Linked DNA regions of Mus musculus: all the other regions are linked to region 2. A link is a contact called in public promoter capture Hi-C data. All regions are on one chromosome and are shown on one strand. The core of a region is the stretch at or near the end of the contact, and the rest is flanking DNA. Distances in the headings are between cores, read along the strand shown. Region 1 holds the start of Mlst8 (MTOR associated protein, LST8 homolog (S. cerevisiae)). Region 2 holds the start of Msrb1 (methionine sulfoxide reductase B1). Region 3 holds the start of Telo2 (telomere maintenance 2). Region 4 holds the start of Tmem204 (transmembrane protein 204).

The links. Promoter capture Hi-C pulls out the DNA fragments that hold promoters and counts their contacts.
Region 1: a contact with region 2 is called in a promoter capture Hi-C map of pre-B cells. The contact joins the promoter of Mlst8 here to the promoter of Msrb1 in region 2. A contact is called at or near these places in 9 of 39 promoter capture datasets (the HPC-7 cell line, the SN4741 cell line, embryonic stem cells and 5 more), 2 of 15 datasets of contacts at CTCF or cohesin (embryonic stem cells and pro-B cells), 10 of 484 Hi-C or Micro-C datasets (B cells, CD4 T cells, embryonic stem cells and 4 more), 20 of 115 datasets of contacts at active chromatin or transcription factors (the 230-238 cell line, the HPC-7 cell line, the SCID.adh cell line and 12 more) and 3 of 9 other capture datasets (adipose tissue, liver and macrophages).
Region 3: a promoter capture Hi-C map of second pharyngeal arch cranial neural crest shows a contact between it and region 2. The contact joins the promoter of Telo2 here to the promoter of Msrb1 in region 2. A contact is called at or near these places in 8 of 39 promoter capture datasets (cranial neural crest, frontonasal cranial neural crest, hippocampal neurons and 5 more), 4 of 484 Hi-C or Micro-C datasets (the C2C12 cell line, CD4 T cells, CD8 T cells and 1 more) and 2 of 115 datasets of contacts at active chromatin or transcription factors (the SCID.adh cell line and embryonic stem cells).
Region 4: a contact with region 2 is called in a promoter capture Hi-C map of stem cell-derived epiblast-like cells, with 5 times the contacts expected there. The contact joins the promoter of Tmem204 here to the promoter of Msrb1 in region 2. A contact is called at or near these places in 18 of 39 promoter capture datasets (the 3T3-L1 cell line, the HPC-7 cell line, HPC-7-derived erythroid cells and 11 more), 2 of 484 Hi-C or Micro-C datasets (embryonic stem cells and uterus) and 1 of 9 other capture datasets (liver).

The regions. Positions count from the first base shown.
Region 1 is chr17:24,477,559-24,482,647 of GRCm38.p6, forward strand. It overlaps Mlst8 (MTOR associated protein, LST8 homolog (S. cerevisiae)), which reads right to left and starts at 1,520. Exons shown (of 9, transcript NM_001252464.1): 1 at 1,454-1,520; 2 at 762-900; 3 at 553-604; 4 at 305-467. The coding sequence starts at 890.
Region 2 is chr17:24,734,363-24,739,813 of GRCm38.p6, forward strand. Msrb1 (methionine sulfoxide reductase B1) reads left to right here and starts at 2,231. Exons shown (of 5, transcript NM_013759.3): 1 at 2,231-2,400; 2 at 5,137-5,285. The coding sequence starts at 2,346. It overlaps Rpl3l (ribosomal protein L3-like), which reads left to right. Exons shown (of 10, transcript NM_001163945.2): 8 at 1,055-1,150; 9 at 1,360-1,479; 10 at 1,638-1,781. The coding sequence ends at 1,694.
Region 3 is chr17:25,113,447-25,118,804 of GRCm38.p6, forward strand. It overlaps Telo2 (telomere maintenance 2), which reads right to left and starts at 2,521. Exons shown (of 21, transcript NM_001163661.1): 1 at 1,967-2,521; 2 at 1,491-1,839. The coding sequence starts at 1,825.
Region 4 is chr17:25,079,284-25,084,807 of GRCm38.p6, forward strand. It overlaps Tmem204 (transmembrane protein 204), which reads right to left and starts at 1,831. Exons shown (of 3, transcript NM_001001183.1): 1 at 981-1,831. The coding sequence starts at 1,260. The region is part of intron 18 of Ift140 (intraflagellar transport 140); the gene reads left to right.

The DNA.
Region 1 (5,089 bases), core at 270-2,769, 260 kb before region 2:
ACCAAAAGCCCCCATTCTCTGCTCAAAGGAGTTGCTTCTACCTTAGGAGAAATGGTTGTGAAGTTTAGCTCTTTCTCCACAAGCTTGAGGTCAGTGAAAAGGGAAGGAAAGTCTGGCCCCCTAGCCTCAAGGCAAGGCTAGCTCTCTGATGTAATTCTATTCTGCTTTCTACCTTCCCTCCATCGCCCGCTCAACCCCTCTTGCACTAAGACTAACTGATTGCAGAATAGCCTGCCCACAGACAATCCCCTGGCCTGCCCACTCCCCGGGCAGCCGTCCTCTTCAGCCCAACACACAACACCACCTGAGGTCCCAGATGCGAGCTGTGCAGTCCTCGCCACCTGTATACATCCAGCGACCATCCTCGTGAAAGCCCACTGATGCAATGTTCTTACTGACTCCGTCATAACTGATGATGGGGTTGGGGTTATTGGAGTTGAGATCATACATGCGGATATGTTGGTAACCTAGGGACACAGGGGGAATTGAAGCATGGGTGTGCCAGGTAGAACTACGGCCAGTAAAGGGTCAGAGGTCGAGAATCTCAGGTACCTGCAGCAGCAATCATGCTTCGGTCCGGAGTAATCTCCAATGCATTTACCTGCTGAGCATGTTAAGGATAACAGGAAGAGAACCCAGAGAGGGAAACCTTGGGGCTACAAGGCCATCAAGACCTCCACCACCTGGCCTGAGTTTCCCCAAACACATATCATTCATACTTAATTCTGGCCAGCACCATCCTGCTGCCAAGAGGAGGATACAGAGTCCTGATGCTGCACTGTTCGAGTGCAGATTCCACTGTGAGCCTGCCAAAAGCGCACCGTGTGGTCATAGCCTGCAGTTGCTAAGATGACAGGGTCACTGCCCACTGTGCCTGGGGTGGTATTCATTGTTTGATGGCTGGAGAAAAAAAATGAGACCTGCACTGGGCCAAGAGGTGATAAGTAAGGTCCAAAGGTCAAAACGTTTGGAGAGAAAAGATGTACGCATAACAATCTGCACACTACAGTGTACCGGTATTAACTTCACTTTAAAACTAAGAAAAATAAGAGTGTTCAGGGTCACGCTGACAGTCTCAAAAAAAAAGACTCCGGCTACTTTGCTCCCGGGAGAGTGTTCCTTCAGCTTCACCCTCACGCTTGGAGACGCCACCTCGCCAGCAGCCAGCAGGAGGCAGTCACACGCAGAAGGCCATCGCCCGGGCGCCGTCTCTCGCAAGGGTAGGCAACGCATGCGCATGGCGACTAAGGAAAAGCCCGGCACTGCTGCTGCTGAGCATGCGTAGTTGACCGGCACTGGGATCGGATGGGTGGGGGCGCTATCTGGCAGGACCCCCGCGCTCCCCAGTGCTCTGCACACCGCCCTGGCTCTGTGTTACCGGCCCGATTACCCCGACCGCACTCTCCTAGCCACCCAGTGGTCGGTAGCAGCCCTCATCCCGTGTCCCCCGTACCTTAACACACGCTCTGCACTCTGCCTTAGTCCAGGACGGCGAGGCGAGGAGGAGCTAGTCGATAGAAGCCGGGCCGAGCGTAGAGCTATCGATAGTAACTCCGGGCGAGACCATGGGTCCGGGGAGTGGGGGAGTTGAAAGGGATACCAGAGTTCTGAGACGAAGAACTCCAGAAGTGATCGTGCTCAGAATGGCCATCAGCCGCGACGCCACCCTTCAACTCACTGGGAACTACAGCCATGGTACTGCTGCCTATTTTCCAGACTTGGCTCCCAGAAGGAATTACACTGTCGTCGTCCCTCCACCCCCCGCAGACATACACAATCACCTACCCTACCAACCAAGCTAGAATTTCTAGGTAATGCAAAATTTTCAGATAAAAATCATTTTTTCTTTTCTTTTTTCCTTCCTTCCTAGCTTTTCTCTCTTTCCTTCTTTCTTTCTTTCTTTCTTTCTTTCTTTCTTTCTTTCTTAATTTCTTAATTTCTTAATTTCTCTCTCTCTCTTTTTCTTTTAGTATAGGCATATCTCAAACACTGTACTAAAAGAATTACTTTCTTACAAGAAGTTTGAATGCAACTGGGCAGTCTGTTACTTCTATTTGCTTTATCTGGTAGCCATAGTCTAGACCCTTTCAGCCTGATCCTGAGGGCACATAAGCTAGCCCAGAAACTCGTTTAAAACTGCAGACTCTCATGCCTCCATTTTTTAAAATTTTTAATAATACTTTTTATTTAACCCAATATATAAAAATATTCTTTTAACACATTCAACATAAATATTTTGTGCTTTTTTATTTTAAACTGAAATATAGTGTGCATCATGTTCTTGTGAATAGTTTCAATTTAGACTAGATAGATACATTACAAGCACTCAACAGCTTTATGTGTCTACTAAATAACATTGAACAGATAGGTGTAGAACATCTGATTCAAGAACAGCAAATTAGCCGGGTGGTGGTGGCGGCGCAGCCTTTAATCCCAGCACTTGGGAGGCAGAGGCATATAGGAGAGAATAATATTTATATTCCTAGCTGGGGAAAGCCTAGCTGGAATATAAATATTATTCTCTCCTATATTACATCCCAACTGCAGTTTCCTCTTCCTCCCCTCCCCCAAGCCTCTCCTCTCCTCTCTCCTCTCTCCCAGATTCACCCCACCACCACCACCACCAAGTACTTCCCCTCAGGAAAGAGCAGGCCTCCCAGGGACATCAACCAAACACACACAAGCTACAATAAAACCAGGCACATACTATCACTTTAAAGCTGAAAGAGGCAACCCAGCAAGAGGAGAAGGATCTCAGGCAGCAGAGTCAGGGACAGCCCAGCCCTGTTAGGATTCCAGAACACCAAGCTTATATGCAGAGGACCTAGGTCAGAGCCTTAGCAGCTCTCTGACTCTGCAAGACCCCAGGAGGTCCACCGGCCCCTCTGTGTTCTTGTGGTGTTCCTGACCCCTCTAGTTCTTCTAATCCCCCCCCCCTCCTCTGCAGGACTCCAAACTCCGCCTAGTATTTGGTTGTGGCACTCTGCATCTGTCCCCATCAGTGGCTAGGTGAAGTCTCTCTGGTCTCTTGGTGACAATTCTGCTATCATGCCTCCATTTTTATTACCCAGCTCTACAAAGTTGTCCTTGCTTTCTCATGATCTCTTCCCACTGCACCAGTAGATGGGGCTGCAACCCCCTTTCCCTCTAGCCACAGAGAGGGTAAGTCCAGCTCCTTAGCCAAGGCCGGTTCCCCTGTCTACACACCCAGGTTCCTGGTCATAGACACCCTCTTCCTATATCTCTCCCCAGTCCCTGTTTTACCTCCTTAGCATATTTTTAATATGGATTTTTGGTTTGGTTGCTCTGTAGACCAGGCTAACCTCGAACTCAAGAGAACTGCCAGCCTCTACCTCCCAAGTGCTTGGATTAAATGCATGGGCACAGACTCCCTCCTAGGTGTGTTTTGTATGTTTGTTTGTTTGTTTGTTTGTTTTTCTTTTTTTTTTCGAGACAGGGTTTCTCTGTATAGCCCTGGCTGTTCTGGAACTCACTTTGTAGACCAGGCTGGCCTTGAACTCAGAAATCCGCCTGCCTCTGCCTCCTGAATGCTGGGATTTAAGGCGTGCGCCACCACGCCCGGCTGTTTGTTTTTCAATCGGGATTTCTTTGATAACGTATAGTAACTTCAAATTTACAATGTAGCCAAGAATGACCTTGAACTTCAGGTCCCCTCTCCATCTCCTGAGTACTGAGATTACAGGTGGCTGTGTCACCACACCCAGTTTTATACAGTATTGGGGATCTAACACAGGGCTTTGCACATCAAATACTAGGCAAAAATAACTTCTGTTTCAATGCTAGCTCCAGCTTCCCTCATAGCATGGGCGCGTGCGTGCGCGCGCGCGCGCGCGCACACACACACACACACACACACACACACACACAATTCCAATACTCTCCTTACAGCTAAAATTCTCTCTCCTTCAAAAGGCCTCCCTTCCCATCTCCCCCTCAGCTCTCTGGGAAAATTCCTCAAGGCCACTGCCTTTGTCACACTTGGTTGATACATTCTTTCCACCTCTTGACCCTTGTGTACTGTGGTTTACAGAAAAATCTCATCTCACCCTTGTGCCTGAGCACCAGCACTGGATCTACTGTAGTAGTCTCTCTTCTTGGCCCCATCCCGCTCTGGACATGCTACCACTTTTTTTCTTGACCTTGCCCTAGGCTCTGTGGCTTCCCATGCCATCTTTATCCTGGTGTCTGGCCACGATCTCCAGCTCCCAGACTCTTGAAAGCACATCTGATTTTCTGTTACATATTGGAGATTTAACTCAGTACTTGCCTAGCAAGCACAAGGCCCTGGGGTGGGGGGCGGCACATATGGCACATAAATGCCAAAAAGAGGACACCATCTTCATTCAATGCCTAACCCAGTAGCCCCTCTATGAACAGTGTCCAACAATAGGTTATAGCTAGCTATCTTCCAGTATGTCCCTTATCTTTGCCCTTCTCAGCCACCAATTTCACCACCCACTCTTCACATAGTTTTTTAGTTGGTTTTTGTTTTTTTAAGGCAGGGTTTCTTTGTGTAACCCTGGCTGTTCTGGACTTGATTTGTAGACCAGGCCTCAAACTCAGAGATCTGCCTGCCTCTGCCTCCGGAGTCCTGGGATTAACACCATGCCCCATCATGCTTGACTTCCTCACAAGTTTTTTTTTTAATATTTATTTATTTTATGTATATGAGTACATTGTAGCTTCATGGTTGTGAGCCTTCATGTGGTTGAGAATTGAATTTTAGAACCTCTGCTCACTCAGTCTCTGCCCAAAGATTTATTTATTATTATACACAAGTACACTGTAGCTGTCTTCAGACAGACCAGAAGAGAGCGTCAGATCTCACTACAGGTGGTTTCTGGGATTTGAACTCAGGACCTTCAGAAGAGCAGTCAGTGCTCTTACCCGCTGAGCCATCTCGCCAGCCCTCCTCATGACTTTTTAAGTCGTGCTCTAGTCCCCATTTAACAGTCAACCCACTAACCAGGCTTGGTGGCACACGCCTTTAATCCTAACACTTGGGAGGCAGAGGCAGGCAGATTTCTGAGTTCGAGGCCAGCCTGGTCTACAGAGTGAGTTCCAGGAC
Region 2 (5,451 bases), core at 981-3,480:
AGGGTTGGGCGTGGTGGCACATGCCTTTAATCACAGCACTAGGAAGGCAGAAGCAGGCGGATTTCTGAGTTGGAGGCGAGCCTGGTCTACAAAGTGAGTTCCAGGACAGCTAGGGCTACACAGAGAAACCCTGTCTCGAAAAACAAAAAACAACAAAAACAACAACAAAATACATACAGCATTTCATGTAACCCAGGTTGGGCTCCAGCTCCCTATATGGCTGAGAATGATCTTGAAAATTCTCCTCTTCCTTTCCTTTTTTTAAAAAGAAAGATTTATTTATTATGTATACAGTGTTCTGGGAAAAGATTTACTATGTATACAGTGTTCTGCTGCATGTAGCAGGCCAGAAGAGGGCACCAGATCTCATTACAGTGGTTGTGAGCCACCATGTGTTTGCTGAGAATTGAACCCAGGACCTCTGGAAGGACAGTCAGTGAGCCATCTCTCTAGCCTCTGATTCTCCTTTTTCTACCATCTGAGTGCTGAGAGCTTATGCCACGATACCCTGTTTTGTTGTTTTTATGTATAGCACTGGCTATCCTGGAACTTGCTTTGTAAACCAGGGTGGCCTTGAACTCAAACAATCCTCCATCTTCTGCCTCCCAAGTGCTGAGATTAAAGGTGTGTCAGTACCACTCGGCTAAAGCCGTTTATTAAGGTAGTGCTCAGGATGGAACACAGGGTCTCATGCTAGTCTAGAATGTTTCAAACTGAGCTCTCTAGTGAGGCTCTCTCTGGTACCCAAGCTGGCCTTCAACTCAAAGTGATCTCATATCCCCCTCTCAAGTGCTGGATTTACGAGTGTATACCACCGTGCTCAGCAAACCCAAACTTCTGAGCATCAGTGTGCCCACAAAAAGGCATATTGTTAAATGAGATGACACAGGAAAGATACTTAGTATTCAGTTGAGATGTTACTGCCCCCTGAGGAGTGACCCAGTGGGAAGGTATTGTCCCTGCACCCTGGGGTCTGCGCATAGGGCTCCCTCCCACTACAGCCTCCTAACTTGGCTGCCCTGTTCCTGGCTTGGTGTGGTCTGTCTCCCTGTAGGGTGGCTTCCCCCACTATGGGGAAGTGAACAATGACTTCATCATGTTAAAGGGCTGCATTGCAGGTACCAAGAAGCGAGTGATCACTCTGAGAAAGGTCAGTGCTGCTTGGCAAGCTGGGGAGTGGACTCCAGTGGCCTGTTCTGTCCTTTAGCGTGCTCTGTGGTGGGTTGTGTGGTGGGAGAGTAAAGGAAGGGGGTCTGGCAAGAGCGAGGGATTGACTGAGTCCTCCTTGGTGTGAACTGGAGGTCACAGGAGGAGTCGGGGCCCTCTGTCCTTGACATCTCTTCTCTCTTGGATACCCAGTCCCTTCTGGTGCACCACAGCCGCAGGGCCCTGGAGAATATTGAGCTCAAGTTCATTGACACCACTTCTAAGTTTGGCCACGGATGTTTTCAGACAGCGCAGGAGAAGAGGGCCTTCATGGTGAGCTAGTCCCACTTGTTCCAGAGAGGAACTAGAAGAAGGGGCCTTTTTAGCAAACCAGTAGAGCAGGCCCTAGGTGGCCCTGGCACTGGCCGTAGGTAGTATTTCTTGACTGACTCTCCTGACTAACTCTCATCTTGTCTCCTCACCTTAACCAGGGTCCCCAAAAGAAACATCTGGAGAAAGAGAAGCCGGAGACCTTGGGAAACATGTAAGATGTCTGGAATGGAGCACACCTGGGATGTAGCACTCTTGCTATCTGTCCGGTCCTTTTTGTTCAATAAAGTCCTGAGGCAACTCTCTCTGTCTGTCTCTGTGTGTCTGTCTCTCTTCCACATTCCCTGGGAGGCTTGATGTAGATCTTAAGCCTGGGTCGGAGGTTGGGTGATCCCAGACGCGGGCGCAAGGTTTAGCGCCAGATAAGAGGGCTATAGATACAGCTGGGTAGATGCGCCTCCACGCCAGTTGCACAATGGTATTAGTAGTAGCTACCATTGGCTAGTACCAATGTTTATAGCCTAGCCGCTGTACTGGAGCTTAGCATAGGTTTGGCCTTCATCTTAACAGCTAAGCTTCCTGGGAGCGGCTCCCTGGGCGGGGCCTTCTAGAGGCGGAAGTAAGGACGTGATCTCTGGGTAAACTTGGCTGGATGGGTGGGGTTTAGGGCCTATGGGAGGAGAGACTCCTTGAGGGCGGGGCTGCTAGGAGGCGGCCGTGGGGAATCCAAGAGTGACTGGTCCCCTCTAGGGGCGGGGCTTATGGCGAATCGGAAAGTGATTGGTTATTGGGACTGGGTCGGGTTTGAGTCCAGATCTTAGGGTTTTACCCGGACCTGGCTGGGAGCTTTTGCCTGTCCCGTCGCGACCATGTCGTTCTGCAGCTTCTTCGGAGGCGAGGTTTTCCAGAATCACTTCGAGCCAGGTACACCCCGTGGCATTAAAGCATACATTGCCTCCTGGGGAGCTGTGGAGTTCCCGAACCGGGACTGGGCTAGTGTGGTTGCCGAGGAGAAGCGAGCCTGGGAAAAAAGAACTTGGAGGAGGGGAGCTGGGTGGCCAGGGCATTCTGGAGCAGGAGGACTTGAGAGGAGAAGGGACATTCCGGTAGACTCTGTTCTCGAGGGGGACAGGCCTTGAACTTCAAATGTAGATCTCTCTGGGGGATTCTCTGGGCCAGATGCGTAAGGGTGATGCCACCGGATGGTGTCAGAGTGGTCTGAACTTTAGAGCGGAATGATGGTGGTATGTGGTCCAAGGTCAGTGTTGGAATTTGCCCTGACAATGTACCCCCTCGCCCACCCCACCCCCCCGCCTGCAACCCCTGATTTGCTTGGATGAGCGGACAAGCTCTGCACTTGCTGTTCAATCCGGAATGTGCTGTCCCAGATGTCTCTCCGTCCTCTGCGTTGGTTGTCAATGGGTTCTTGCCAGCATAAATGAAGTTTGACCAGTACTGTGAGAGACGTTGCTTGGCTCCCTTCTTGCTGGGTTCTGCTGATCTGGACTAATTTGGTAAAAACTATGGCACTGGCGTTCCAGGGGCAGGATCTGTTTGTTAGATGTCAGTCCTCTAGAGGGCAGGGCTGTGACAATGGGCACCTCTATAAGCCAGTTGTTGTAATACAGGGTTGCTGGGAAGAGACCTCCCTTGAATTCTTTTTGGCTACAACACTCCAGTTGCCCTCAGGCTACCCTGGCAAGCTAGACACTCACTCAGTTTTGCTTCCTCTCCAGTTCCTGATACAGGTTGAAAGAACAGTTCAGACTCCAGGGTGTCTGTCCTCAAGTGGTGGGTGACCGATGATTCAGTACCCTGCAGGTTCCCATTTTTAAGTCTTTCAAACAGTTATGTAATTCAGTTTTGCAACCATCCTTACCCCTTCCACTCATGTGATCTTTTGGGGACAGGTTGAAACCTTTCTTCCCAGCTGCTGTTTTCTGGGGTTCCCTATTTGGCTTGGAAGACTGTCCTCTAGGGCCAGTCTGTTCCTAAGACCGGAGCTGATATCCATGGTATCCAAGACTGTTGACTAGCAGAGATGCCCACTTGAGAAAGAGGACCAAGTGGTTACACTGGCAGTTAGGAGCCCTACTGTGTGGAGCTTGTCTAAGGGTAAAGGGAGGCCACTATCCGACTTCTGGGAGTTTTCTCTTGGCCACGTACTGTATTGTGTGTCTGCAGCACTGGCTTCCATTGTCTTGTCTGTAAGTGAAAATGTTATCTAGGTGTGGTGGTTCATTTGTAATGCCAGGGGATAGGAGGCTCAGGCAGAAGGATTGCCTGAAATTTGAGGTCAGCCTGGATTACATAGTTTCAGGCTAGCCTGAACTACAGTGTAAAACTTGGCCTAGTTTACTTCTCTGTTGTGATAAAAACACTGATCAAAACCCATCTGGGGAGGAAGGAGTTCATTTCAGTTGACAAGTTACTGTCCACCATTGAGGGAAACCAAGGTAAGAACCTGGAGGCAGGAACTGAGCAGAGACTGTTTACTGGTTTGCTACTCTAGTTTGCTTGGCTACCTTTATTAAACAGCCTAGATCCACTGGCTCAGGAATGGCACCGCCCACAGTGAGGTGGGCCCTCCCACATCAATCATTAACCAAGAAAATGTTCCAGTGGGTGGTGATGCTACACGCCTTTAGTTCCAGTACTTGGGATGCAGGGGCAGGTGGATGTCTGGGTTCGAGGCCTGCCTGGTTTACAGAGCTAGTTCCAGGACAGCCATACACAAAGAAACCCGGTCTCAGAAAAGCAAACAAGGGCTGGAGAGATGGCTCAGCAGTTAAGGGCACTGACTGCTCTTCCAAAGGTCCTGAGTTCAAATCCTAGCAACCACATGGTGGCTCACAACCATCTGTAATGAGATGCCCTCTTCTGGTGCATCTGAAGACAGCTACAGTGTACTTAGATATAATAATAATAAATAAATCTTTAAAAAAAAGAAAGAAAAGCAAACTAACAAGATAAGAAAGCTGTCCCTATAGATACACCCATAGACCAGGTTGATCTAGGCAAATCCTCAGCCCCATTCCTCCTTCCTGGGGAACTCTAGTTTGTTTCAAATTGACAAAAACTAATTGGCACAAGATCTTGTCTCGAAACAAACAAACAAGACAAAATAAAAACAAAAGACCCAAGGGGTCTGGAAATGGCTCAGTGGTAAGAGTATACTTTTTCAGAGGACCTGGGATTCATTCCCAGCTACCACGGGATAGATTGTTTACTCAAGTCTCAGGGGATCCAACCCCTTCTGGTGTCTGCAGGTTTTTTTTGCAGACGTTTCATACATGAGGCACACAGGCATACATGCAGGCAAAACACCATATGCATAAAATAAAAACAAGCCTTTTAAAACATCCAAAACTAAATAATTCCATTAAAATGTTAAAGATTTCATGTCACAGGGTCACTGAGAGCAGCTGAAATGAGCCCAAAGGGTGACTTCTGGCCTCCCATAACTCAGTCAGGCATTGCTAGGGGCCATCTACCCCAGAGTTAACCAATGGGCCATGAGCAGGGGATACATGAGGGTGCTGAATGGGCTCCCACTACAGTGGGCTTGGTGCTGGTAGTGTCATTTCCAGGTCCAAGGTCAAGGTGGCTTGCTCAAGACAGATGGTCAGCGTCTCTGCTTTTGCTCATCCTCGGCTACAGGTGTCTACGTGTGTGCCAAGTGCAGCTATGAGCTGTTCTCCAGTCACTCGAAGTACGCACACTCATCCCCGTGGCCAGCGTTCACTGAAACCATCCACCCAGACAGTGTGACCAAGTGCCCTGAGAAAAACCGACCAGAAGCTTTAAAGGTGAGTGTGATAGCCCTGGTGAATGCTGGCCAGGGAGGGTCTTGGAACTAGTCACACCTCTTTTCTTTTGCTCCCTCATGAGGTTATCTCAGGTCTCCACCTTCAGCTGGGGCGGTGGCACCCCAAGAATTTGTTGTTGTTGTTCTTGTTGTTTGAGATGGGTTTC
Region 3 (5,358 bases), core at 1,271-3,770, 380 kb after region 2:
CAGGTGAGTCTTGAGTTCGAGGCCAGCCTGCTCCACAGAGCAAGTTCCAGGACAGTAAGGTTCACAAAGAGAAACCCTGTCTCAAACAACAGCAGCAATAACAACAGAGCCAGGGGAGACAAGCACAGTAGCACACAGCTTAATACCAGCATGCAGGAGGCAGAGGCAGGAGGGTCTCCATGACTTACAAGTCTATTCAGTGAGTTACAGGGATAGTCAGGGCTGTTTGCTGAGACCCTGTCTCAACTCTCTCAGCCCCACAGCCCCCCCAAAAAAGCCAGGTGAGGTGACAATATCATGAAGTCCCAGCCCTAGGTATACAGAGGCAAGTGAATGCCTGAGATTCCATGGCCAGACAGCCTAACCTAGCTGACAACCTTCCAACAGATGAGAGACCCCATTTCAAAAACCAAGAAGTTGAGCATGGTGGCATTCTGGAGGCAGAGGGTAGAGAATCTTTATGAGTTCAAGGCCAGGACAGCCAGAGCTGTCAAAAGCACCAAAAAACAAAACGAAACACACAAGAAAGAATTAGTCCCAACTACTTCCTAAGGATTTACATTTGCCTATCAGCTGGAAAGCTCTTCTCTTCCCCTGCTGAACAGCCAGTTACTCATAGGATGTCCCCGATCCTGCACAGATAGACACCAGGCCTTCCCCTGTTCTGGCCTGTTGGCACAAGTCTTTTTCTTTTCTTTCTTTCTTTCTTTTTTTTTTTAAGTTTTGATATTTTATGTGTGGGTGTTTTGCCTGTATACTACATGCACGAAGAACCTATGAAATCAGAACAGGGTGTCAGATCCTCTGGAACTGGAGTTGCACTGAGTTGTGAGCAGCCATGTGGGTGCTGGGAACTGAACCCAGTCCTCTGGGAAAGCAGCCAGTGCTCTTAAGCACTGAACCATCTCTCCACCCCCACACCCCAGCAGTTTATAAAACCCCAGCTTCTCACAGCCACAGATCCTTCCAAGGACTGCCATTCAACCGGATGTGGGACCTGGGTACACAGGGATCCATAGCAGCAATGTGGTAGATAAACATTTAAAACCTGACATGTTAGCCGGGCGGTGGTGGCACACGCCTTTAATCCCAGCACTTGGGAGGCAGAGCCAGGTGGATTTCTGAGTTCGAGACCAGCCTGGTCTACAGAGTGAGTTCCAGGACAGCCAGGGCTACACAGAGAAACCTGTCTCGAAAAACAAAAACAAACAAACAAACAAACAAAAAAACCCTGAAATGTCCTGATGATCCTGAAAGTGCCACAGAATAAAGAATGGGCCCAGTAGAAGACAACAAGTGACCTTTAGGGCATCAGCTAGGGACAGTGGAGACTCTCTGAGTGCTGATCTGCAAGGAACCCTATTCTTCCTCCCAGCCTTCAACAAGAAGGAGTGAGGCCAGGCTAAGATGCAGGGTCCTTCCCCTTACAGTTTTAAGGTGTTGGGAACCTTCTCAGAACTTGGGCGCCCTGTTGCTCACTAACTGCTCACCCAGCAGTGCTCTCAATGGCTTCCATCAGCACCAGGAAGGCTTGGTCTGGAGGGCCATCCAGGAAGAAGCTCTCCCAAAGCCGCTCCAGCTGGCCACCGGGGGACAGCTCCAGCCAACCTGGGCTCAGCTTGCTGACCAGACATCTAAGGACGGCTGAGAAGTGGACAGTGGCAAACTCCTCCTTCTCCTCAGGAAGAACTGGATCCTCGGTTCCACCGAGGTATCGTTTCAGAGTCCCCAGGGTAGAAAGGATATGGCCAGCATCCTCTGAGGATGAAAGGATGTGAATGGCTTCCTGGACGGTGAGCCGGACAGCAGACAGGGCTGGGTCCATCCTGCAGAACAGGGCTGAGGGTCCGAGAAAAGCATGTTAGAGTGTCAAGAATTCTTCCCATGGCACCCACGATGTTAAGGGAGGAAACAGTTGGGCCGGTTCCAAATCTCAGGCCCCACCCCCCTACACACACGCACTTACTTCTGCGCTTCCAGGCGCTTCACTCACAATCTCACTCACGCTCTCCCGTCCTTCTTCCGGGTTTCCCGCCTGCCCGATGATCTGACAGAGCTTCAGTCCCGGACTGCACCGGTGCACTGTGGCTGTCTCCTCTGTCAAACCCACTGATAGTTGGATGAGTGAGTGGCTTGCCAGGGTGCAATAACTAAAACTCCTCCTCCGTCTGCAGCTCCAGGTTAGCACCCAGCCCCCTAAACACGAGGCCTTCGGCTCGTATGGGAACTGGCCATGCTGCAAGGCAGGACACTGCAGCCCCGACTGGACCAACCACTCCTACAGGGTTCCTCTGGCCAGCATGCTTCAGAGCCGAGGCCACATGCTCCCTCTTGCGCGCCGCTGATTCGCCACGGCACCAGGACCACGCGCCAGATTCAGTGTCAGCTGAGGGCAGCTGTGAATTCGAGTCGCAGAGCTCACGTGAAACCTGCACGGATATTTAGAATTTCTGGGGCTGATACAAACGCGTGGCTAGGGACGAATCAGCGGCGCGCCAACGCGCTGATGACCGCAGCATCTGCGCCTGCGCAAGAGGAGGAAGAGGCGTGGCCTAAGAGCCTACGGTGGGCAAGGCCTGAGGGCAGGACTCCGGTAGGCGTGTCCGCTCTATTGGTCCCCTGGTGACTGCTGTCTCTGTTTTCCTTAATTCTGGAGAGACTTTCCCCAGCACATTACCCCACTATGCTGCCTTGGGTCGGATGACTTTCCACTCTAGAGCACTAATCAACTCTCTAGGCGCCCTGAGGGAAACAGAATAAGGAAGCCAGGAACAGCGGATATGGCCAAGTTGTAATGCGGATGCGCTGATGTATTTGGTGGTACACAAGGGTGCACGTTTACTGCGAACACGCAAACTGCGTCTAAACTGCCCTAAATGAAACACCACTAGCTGAGTAAACACCCAGGGATCCTGACTGTCGTCTGAACTTAGCAGTGTGAAACATTCCATCATGGCAGAACTTTTCTTGACCATCCTGATCTGGAAGATACATTGAGGGAGCAACATTTCAGCGGAACTGGGTGTGGGTGGAAATCTGAGCAAGCTGTATTCATTCAACATCATCAAGCAAAATTACCCTTCCTGAGCAGGAAATGAGCCCACTCAAGGCTTAGCAGTTAGCAGAGCATACCAGGGGCCAGAGCGATTATCTTAGAGGTTAAATTACGTGTGGCTCTTGCCAAGGTCCCAAGTTCAGTTCCCAGCATCCATGGAAGTGTTACCGATCAGCCAGCCAGGATCTCTACACAAATAAAAACTGGGGTTAGTCAAAGAGAAGGTCTTCAAATGGTAGCTTTCTTTTTTTTTTTTTTTTCTCCATGTTTGGCCTCAGTGAGAGATGGCAGATGACTCCCCTAGTATTAGGGGACTGGAGGCATTGGGACCCTTAGCCCTAAAAGTATTCTAGCTCTTACGTAGGTCAGGAATCCTTGGCTCTTTCCTGTGGCTGGTGCAGCTTCCACTAAGCAGATTTGGTGATTGTAGGGACTCTTCAGCCCTACAGCTTTACAATTTTTGTGTAGACCTTCGCTCTTAATGACAGCCAGTGTTAAAATTCTTGGCCTAGGGTTGAGACCTCTTGGCTCTCTGGAACTCATCTGGCATCCAAGGCTATGCCATCTCTTCTCTGGTTTAGTCAATTATCCTCATTCAGTCTCAGTTTCTGCACTCCCCTGATGCCTTGGCTACTGCTTCCTCAGCTATGACAAAACTGACTGTCCTGTCCCTTTTGTAGCTTGGCCTGCCAATTGCTCAGCTGTCTCTGCCACCTCTTTTTTTTTCATGATAACAGCTTAGCCCACATTACTGAGAGTAGGCAAGCAAACCCTGGAGAGGAGCCTTTTACTGTACCTAAAGCTGCAACAAAAGGGAGGAGATGAGGAAAGTCTCTCCCAGAGGGAGTCAAAGCGGCTGCCTTCAAATCCTGAAAAGGGGCACTTCCTCTGCTAACAGTCTTTGCACCAGCCTCTGTAGTTCCTCAGCTAGGCCACCAGAGGACGTGTTCTTCTCAACCTGGTCGAAATGGTTGCAAAAAGCCTTGGGGCTGTATCTTCCAGACCTGAAGCAATTTGCAACCTTGTAGTTTTCTCAAGGCCCTCAGAGTTTCCTGGATAGTCAGAGCTGGCATTAGGGCAGGCCAGGAGTTGTTGACTGGCAATTCTTTTGCTAAAGCCATCCAGAATGGAAAACCTAGCAGTTGCTAGTTAAGAGCTCGTGTCACCTCAGCACCCAATATTTTTGCTTATTTTTCTGGAAATGAATACCAGAGTGCTTACAATAATAAATGTTAACAGTGCTTAGCCCCTGGCCAGTGTTCAGGCGGAGATGGGTGTCCTTATTTGTTTTAGAACAAAGGGGTGTTAGGAGGATCCAGTCTTCACTTAAAAGTAAAGGTACAGGGCTGGTGAGATGGCTCAGCGGTTAAGAGCACTGACTGTTCTTCCAAAGGTCCTGAGTTCAAATCCCAGCAACCACATGGTGGCTCACAGCCATCTGTAATGAGATCTGGTGCCGTCTTCTGGGGTGTCTGAAGACAGCTACAGTGTACTTACATATATTACATTATTTATTAATAAACAAGTTTTTTTTTAAAGTAAAGGTGCTCCGCTGGCAAGCTTGATCCCCTAAGTTCAGTCTTCAGGGCTCACTTGGTGGAAAAAGAGAACCAACTCCTCAAAGTTGTCCTCTGCCCTTCACAAGCACACACACTCATTGCTCCCACAACCACACACAAACAAGAAATGAATGTAATGGTAATTGTTCTTCAAAAAGACTAGACCTGGGAGCTGGGGAGAAGGTTTACTAGGCAAAGTGTTTGATGTACAAACATGAAGATCTGAGTTCAAATCCCCAGAACCCAATATCAAAGCCAAGTGAAGAGGCATGCATCTGTGTTGCCAAGGAGATGTAAACAAAGTCTACCCCCCTCCTTTTACAGTACTGATGATAAATAAGCTGAAGTACATTTCCACCAAAGTTGACTCTGAGGAATCAGTGAGTTTATTAGGCTTACTGACAGAGCAATGGGTGAGGGGGTATAGGCAGTAGCAGAGGTGACCTTAAAGCAGTCACACTGGAAGGTCTGCCCCCCAACAGACCCCCATGACTGTGTAGATAGAACCCTTCCCTAATTTTTTCATATCTCTATACTCTGTCCCTTCTCTGAGTCCCCCATGGCTACAATGAACTAGGGCAGACTTGCATATAACTGATTGGGAGGAGGCTGGATACTCAAGTGAGTATCCCCTGGCCCTCTCTGTCCTTCCTCTATGAGGTATCACCAAGTCCCGGGCATGATGGTCATTTCCAAGTTGATGGTGACAGATGTCTTGGAGGATAGTCCTGCACAACAATCTGT
Region 4 (5,524 bases), core at 581-3,080, 340 kb after region 2:
CATCTTTGATCTTCTCAATAAAGGGCTCCCTGCCTGTCAAGACCCAAGGAAAGAGGCCGAGCTGTCCCGTGGTAAGCTTGGGTGCCTCTGCTCGCAAGAGGCGGGTGGTGTTCCCCTGCCTTGTCGGCAAGCCCTGTGTCAGTCATGACCAGGGCTGAGGTGGTTGCACTGGGCACATTGCTCAGGATTTCCAGGAAGTCCCCTTACACTGAACAGATGTTCACCTACGTCGCATGCTTTCTAAAGACCAGCGTCATCTCCCGACAGCCGCCATCTGACCTGTAGCCTCCAAGGCAGTTTGTAGGAGACTGGGTACTTGTTAGACAGACCCTCTTGTCTGCTTTAGGGGGTCATTACCAGGAAAGAACTCACATGTCAGCAGATGTGTCGATTTTAGATTGCATCCTCATATTTATGAGGCCCTTTATTCTCGTACTCTCAAACAGTGCATGCTATTTAAAGAGACGTTTCCAACTCCCAGGGTAGTGCATAGACCCCAGAACAAGAGAGCTGGGAAAGGAAAAGGCCACCATGGGCGTCAGGGAGGTAACACTCTGCCCTTTGCTGCTCTGTGCCTCCTCTGGTCTCCCGGACATCCCAGCCAGAGTCTCCTGCACTGTCCGAAAGGCCCTGACCACCTCAGCCGTTAAGACAGAACTCAGCCACATGTTCTCACACTTCTTGTTTTCCTTATTAAGTAATATTTCTTTCTAACCAAGGAAAAATGACTTGCTTTGATTAGGATACCCATCTTTCATCCTTCAGCCACATGTAATGGCAGAGAAGGAGCCTCCAGCCACGGGAGTGACTTCTTGTGAAGGAAGCCACAGACAGAGTCTAAGCTGAACAGTGGAGCTCTGTAGCGTTGCTTGTCAGGGTGGGCAGGAGGTGCAGGTTCCCTGCTGCCACCCTCAGCATGGACGGACACAACCTCCCCTCACCTAACCACTGGAAGGTGACAGAAAAATAACAAGACTTACGTTTGACGGTGCCTCGGGACTCCTGGAAACCTGCTGATTCCGAGCCCCATCCTAGAACCTCACAGTCATGGGTGTCCACCTGCCCAGTTCGAGTCCCAGGGCTTGTGACTCCCTTACCCCTGTCCACCAGCCAGCAAGACTTCCACAGCCCCACACTCCGCTTGCGTCCGTCCTCCAGCGTCTGGTACACCCAATTGGGGGTGAAGGCTGCTGCGTTGTTGAGGATGAGGGAGACCAGGGCCACCAGCACAGCGGTGGCCACAAGCTTCTGGAGAGTCATCTCTGACTTCCAGGACTGTCTATCTCGGAGAGTTCCAAGTCCCAGTCAGCCGCTGTGCATCCAGAGAAAGCCAAGATGCTGCTAGGGGTGGCTAGAGGACATCAGCACTCATCCTTGGGAAGCTATGCGGCAGCTCCAGCCCGGCACAGGAGGATGTCGCCCATGGGACGGGTCCAAGAGAGCTACTCACAGCCCTGTCTTAGCCTGCCTCTTGAGCCTGGAGCAGGGACAAGCCTGTGCTGAAGCTGGTCTCCCCAAGACCCATTCCAGGGAGAAATCTGGGGCACTGGCTGCACCAGCGAGAATCCAGAGTTGTAAGTGGGTCGTCTTCTTTGGAACAGAGGCCAGGGAGGCTGTGTCCACAGTGCCTCTTGCCTACAGCAGTGGAAAATGGACAGCAACTCGGGAGGCAGGCACAGCGTGGGAATCAGCCAGGTTACGCGCCTCAGAACGGGCTGTGGGAGCCAGTCTGATGGAGGAACAGGGTTGTGGACGCAGTGTGGGTTTGGCCACCTCTCTGCTATGTATCCCGTCTTGGTATCTCTGCCACAAATGGCAGGTCCTGAAAAGCAGAACGCCTGCCACAAGGAAGCATGTGTATGCGCGTATGTGTGTGAGCTCCCGTTTCCCTGTCTCTCAGCAGAGAGGAAATGGTTGTTTTTGAGGCTGTTTTTGGTGAGCAGGAGGGCGTAGCCAACTGCAACAAATAGCAGCCCTGCCACAGAGCCAGACACTAACAGGATGTGCTTCCTGATGGGAAAGGCCTGGGGAGACTTCAGAGGCCTGCTCCAGCCCACCACTGGCTGCCCCTCCCCATCTTCCTGTCCCATAGGAATAGTCAGGGATGCCAGCCAGGACACTCATCTTCTTACCTGTTGCCGTCAAACCTAGCCAGCTGTGCTAGGTCCCGGACCAGGGGATGCTGCAGACAGCACGGGCAGGCAGAATCCTCAGGGACTAGGTGTCCATCCATCCATCCATCCATCCATCCATCCATTGCCTAAGGCATGATAGGTGCTGTGAATCCCCAATGTCTAAAGCAGTGGTTCTCAGTCTGTAGGTCATGACCTCTTTGGGGGTCAAATGACCCTTTTACACGGGTCACCTGAGACCATCAGAAAACACAGATATTTGCATTAGAATTCATAACAATAGCAAAATTACAGTTGTGAAATAGCAACAAACTAATTTTATGGTTGGGGGTCACCACAACATGTGGAACTAATGGCAGGACAGAGTAAGGTGTAGAGGCACCTGAGGCAGGCCACCATCTGCTGACAGAGATCCATTCACCTCAAGGGAGCAAGTGTACTCAGACCTTACAAGGAAGGGGAACCTTGAGGAACCTCTGCAAGGGGTTGTTCTTGGGCTGGCAAGAAAAGGTGGGATTCTGTAAGGGGTTGTGCCACCAAGCAGGCTGGATAGCTGATGTGACTTCTGAGCAGCCAAGTTTGCTTACTAGCAAAGTGCTCGCTCCCCTGAGGCTGGACAGAGCGACTGTACATTTGCTCTCCTTCCTCATAGCGCTTCAGCTCTGGTAAATAAAAGCCACCAGGTCTGAGACTGTGTCCCGCCTCCAGAGCCTCCCACCAGGGTTCCAGAGCTGCATAAATGAACACAAGAACGCAGGAGCTGTGGGCTGAACCATCTCAAACACACGTACTGCACCGCACCGCACCGGGCAGGATTGGGACAGCCTGGTGCTGACTAGTGCACTGGCCGGGACAGGCCGGAACCGACCTTTCCTGTCTTCATGAACTGACATGCTGGGCCACCCCCTACTTCCTAGTGTGGCTGCCTTCAATCACACGTTCCCATATATAGTCAGGCTCCTGGCACTCCTTAAGTTTACATTCCAAAAGGCAAGGACTCTGTCTCTGTCCAGCCTTTTGACTGTCAGCAGTTCTGAGAATGTAAGTCCTCTGAGGAATAATATGATTTTTCACCCTCAAGTTTGTAGCAAGTGTCATTGTGGCTTATTTATATTTTTTATTCTTATTGCTCAGGGCCTGAAGGAAATTTACGCTTCATTCCAGGTCTCTGGGCCAGCCTCCCTGTGGGGTATGTTCTAAGTAGGAGGGACTTGACAAGCCGTGTGGGGTGCCATCTACCCTCAGCTTGTGCTATGACTCCGAAGGCACTTAAGTGGTACAGCTGTCATTGTTTCTGCCTGTGCCTCCCCCCAGAGGCAGAATTAGGGTGCAACATCTCCTACACAACACTTCAGAGATGAAATATTTGAAAGGAAGGTCTCCCAAAGTCTCCGTTAAGAGAACATCTATTTTCCTCCTTTATTTTTTGGGTGGTTAGTAAATGGCTAATTCCCGGTGAGAACCGAGAAGCTGTGTTAAGATTCTCTAACTCTCAAACTGATGACATCCTCCTGTCTCAGCATTGTACAGCTGGCCCTGAAGGCTGCAGGACACGTGTGGGCATCTCAGGGAGGGAAGGCCCTTGCACCAGTTCTGGCTTTGACTTTCCTGAGCTGGGTGGGGAGGAAACCAGGGCCCTGATCCCCACCTGTGCTTCTAGGAACTTTTATTTGCAGGTGTCTGTCCCCTAAACCATCTGCCTATCTGTGTAGGAGGGGAAGCAGGGAGAGATGGACTTAGGAGGGTCCTCTCGTGAGATATGAAGCTCCTGTGTAGGAGGGGAAGCAGGGAGAGATGGAGTTAGGAGGGTCCTCTCTTGAGATATGAAGCTCCGGTGTGGCTGGTAGGAAATCTCTCACCCAGAGGGTTGACCTTTCTGCTGTCTGTTGCCCTGAGTCAGACCTTACATTGTTACTGGAGCTGCATGCTCATCCAGCCCCCACCCCCAGCACTGTGCCACCGCCATGGATTCTCAAGCACACACACACACACACACACACACCCATAGTCGAGAGGAGCATCACAAACGTAGCTCAGCCTAGCTGGTCCCCGACTTGCTCACTCAGGACAGGTCCAGCTGAGTGTAGGTCCTCCCAGAAAGCAGTAGAGGGAGCCAAGCCAGCTCCCTCTGTGGCCACATCTGCTTCTCATCCAGGCGCCTGTAAGCTGATGAAGTACAGATGTGATTCCTCTCCACAGTGTAACTCAGACAACAGGAAATTCTCAAGACTTGGACAGGGCTGAGAGGGTGTTTACTTCTTAGAATCTCTGCCAGATGCACAAATCCCAGAACTCGACACCGGAGTTAGAGCTGTCCTGTCCTTGGAGCAAAGTTGTCAGGGAGTTGTGTACAGAGAATGTCAGGAATCTGGTGGGAGTTGAGATGGTTCTGGACCAGACGCAGCCGCAGAGAACGTAGTGTGCATCTGTGGAGAAGGCTGGCAGCCATTTCTTGGGCCCAGGCTCTTGTAGCAGCTGAGACCTGACCCTCTGCATATTTGATGCACAAAGACCTCAGCCCAGTACAAGAAGGCCTTTGCTGGCATTTAAGGAGCCTTCCTCCCAAATTCATCCTGCCTGGCACAGCCTCCTCAGATCTGTTTGGTCCAGAGGCCTTTGTGAAAATAGTGGACATTTGAGTGGTGTCACATATAGGGACAGGGAGGCCCAGCAACACCAAGAAAAGGCTCAGTGTCCCACTCAATGAAAGGACCAGGCATTCGCCTTGTGCCCACCCTCCTGCTGAGCAAAAAAGAGCCAGGGTGCACACCAGCCAGCTTTCTCTCCAGGCCGGTGACTACAGTCATTTAGATTGTGTTCCAAACCCTGGAAATGGGTGTGTATATACCTGTTGCTTTCTAGACAGTGCAGAAAGAAGCAGGGGGGCTGCTCAGAGAAGCAGAGGCAGCCAAGAGGCCGTATCCGCCCTCCATCCAGCCCCACACGAGGCCTTAGGAGGCAGTGAGAGAAAATTATTACTTTTCATTTGGTTTCATTTTCTTGAGCCTCACCATGTAGCCCTGGCTGTCCTGAAATTTACTGTGTAGACTAGGCTGGCCTCCAACTAACAGAGATCTACCCGCCTCTGCCTCCTGAGAGCTGGGACTAAAGGTGTTCGTCACCACCGCCCAATTTAGGATGGCTTTTTCAGAGTCTCATCTGTAGCTGCCACCTTGCTGTAGACAGGAATGCCCATGCCTCACACTCAGCCCAACCGGCTTGGAAAGGCACTGGCAGACCCTTGTCTGTCCTCAAAGATCTGTGTCGCTTACTGGAGTTGTGCCAGGAGAACCAAGAATTGCCCTGTGATTCCAAACTTACCAGTGGATGACATTTCTAGGAATGGCGGAGACTTAAAGAATGCTGTTCTATAGGGTTCATGGGGATCCCAC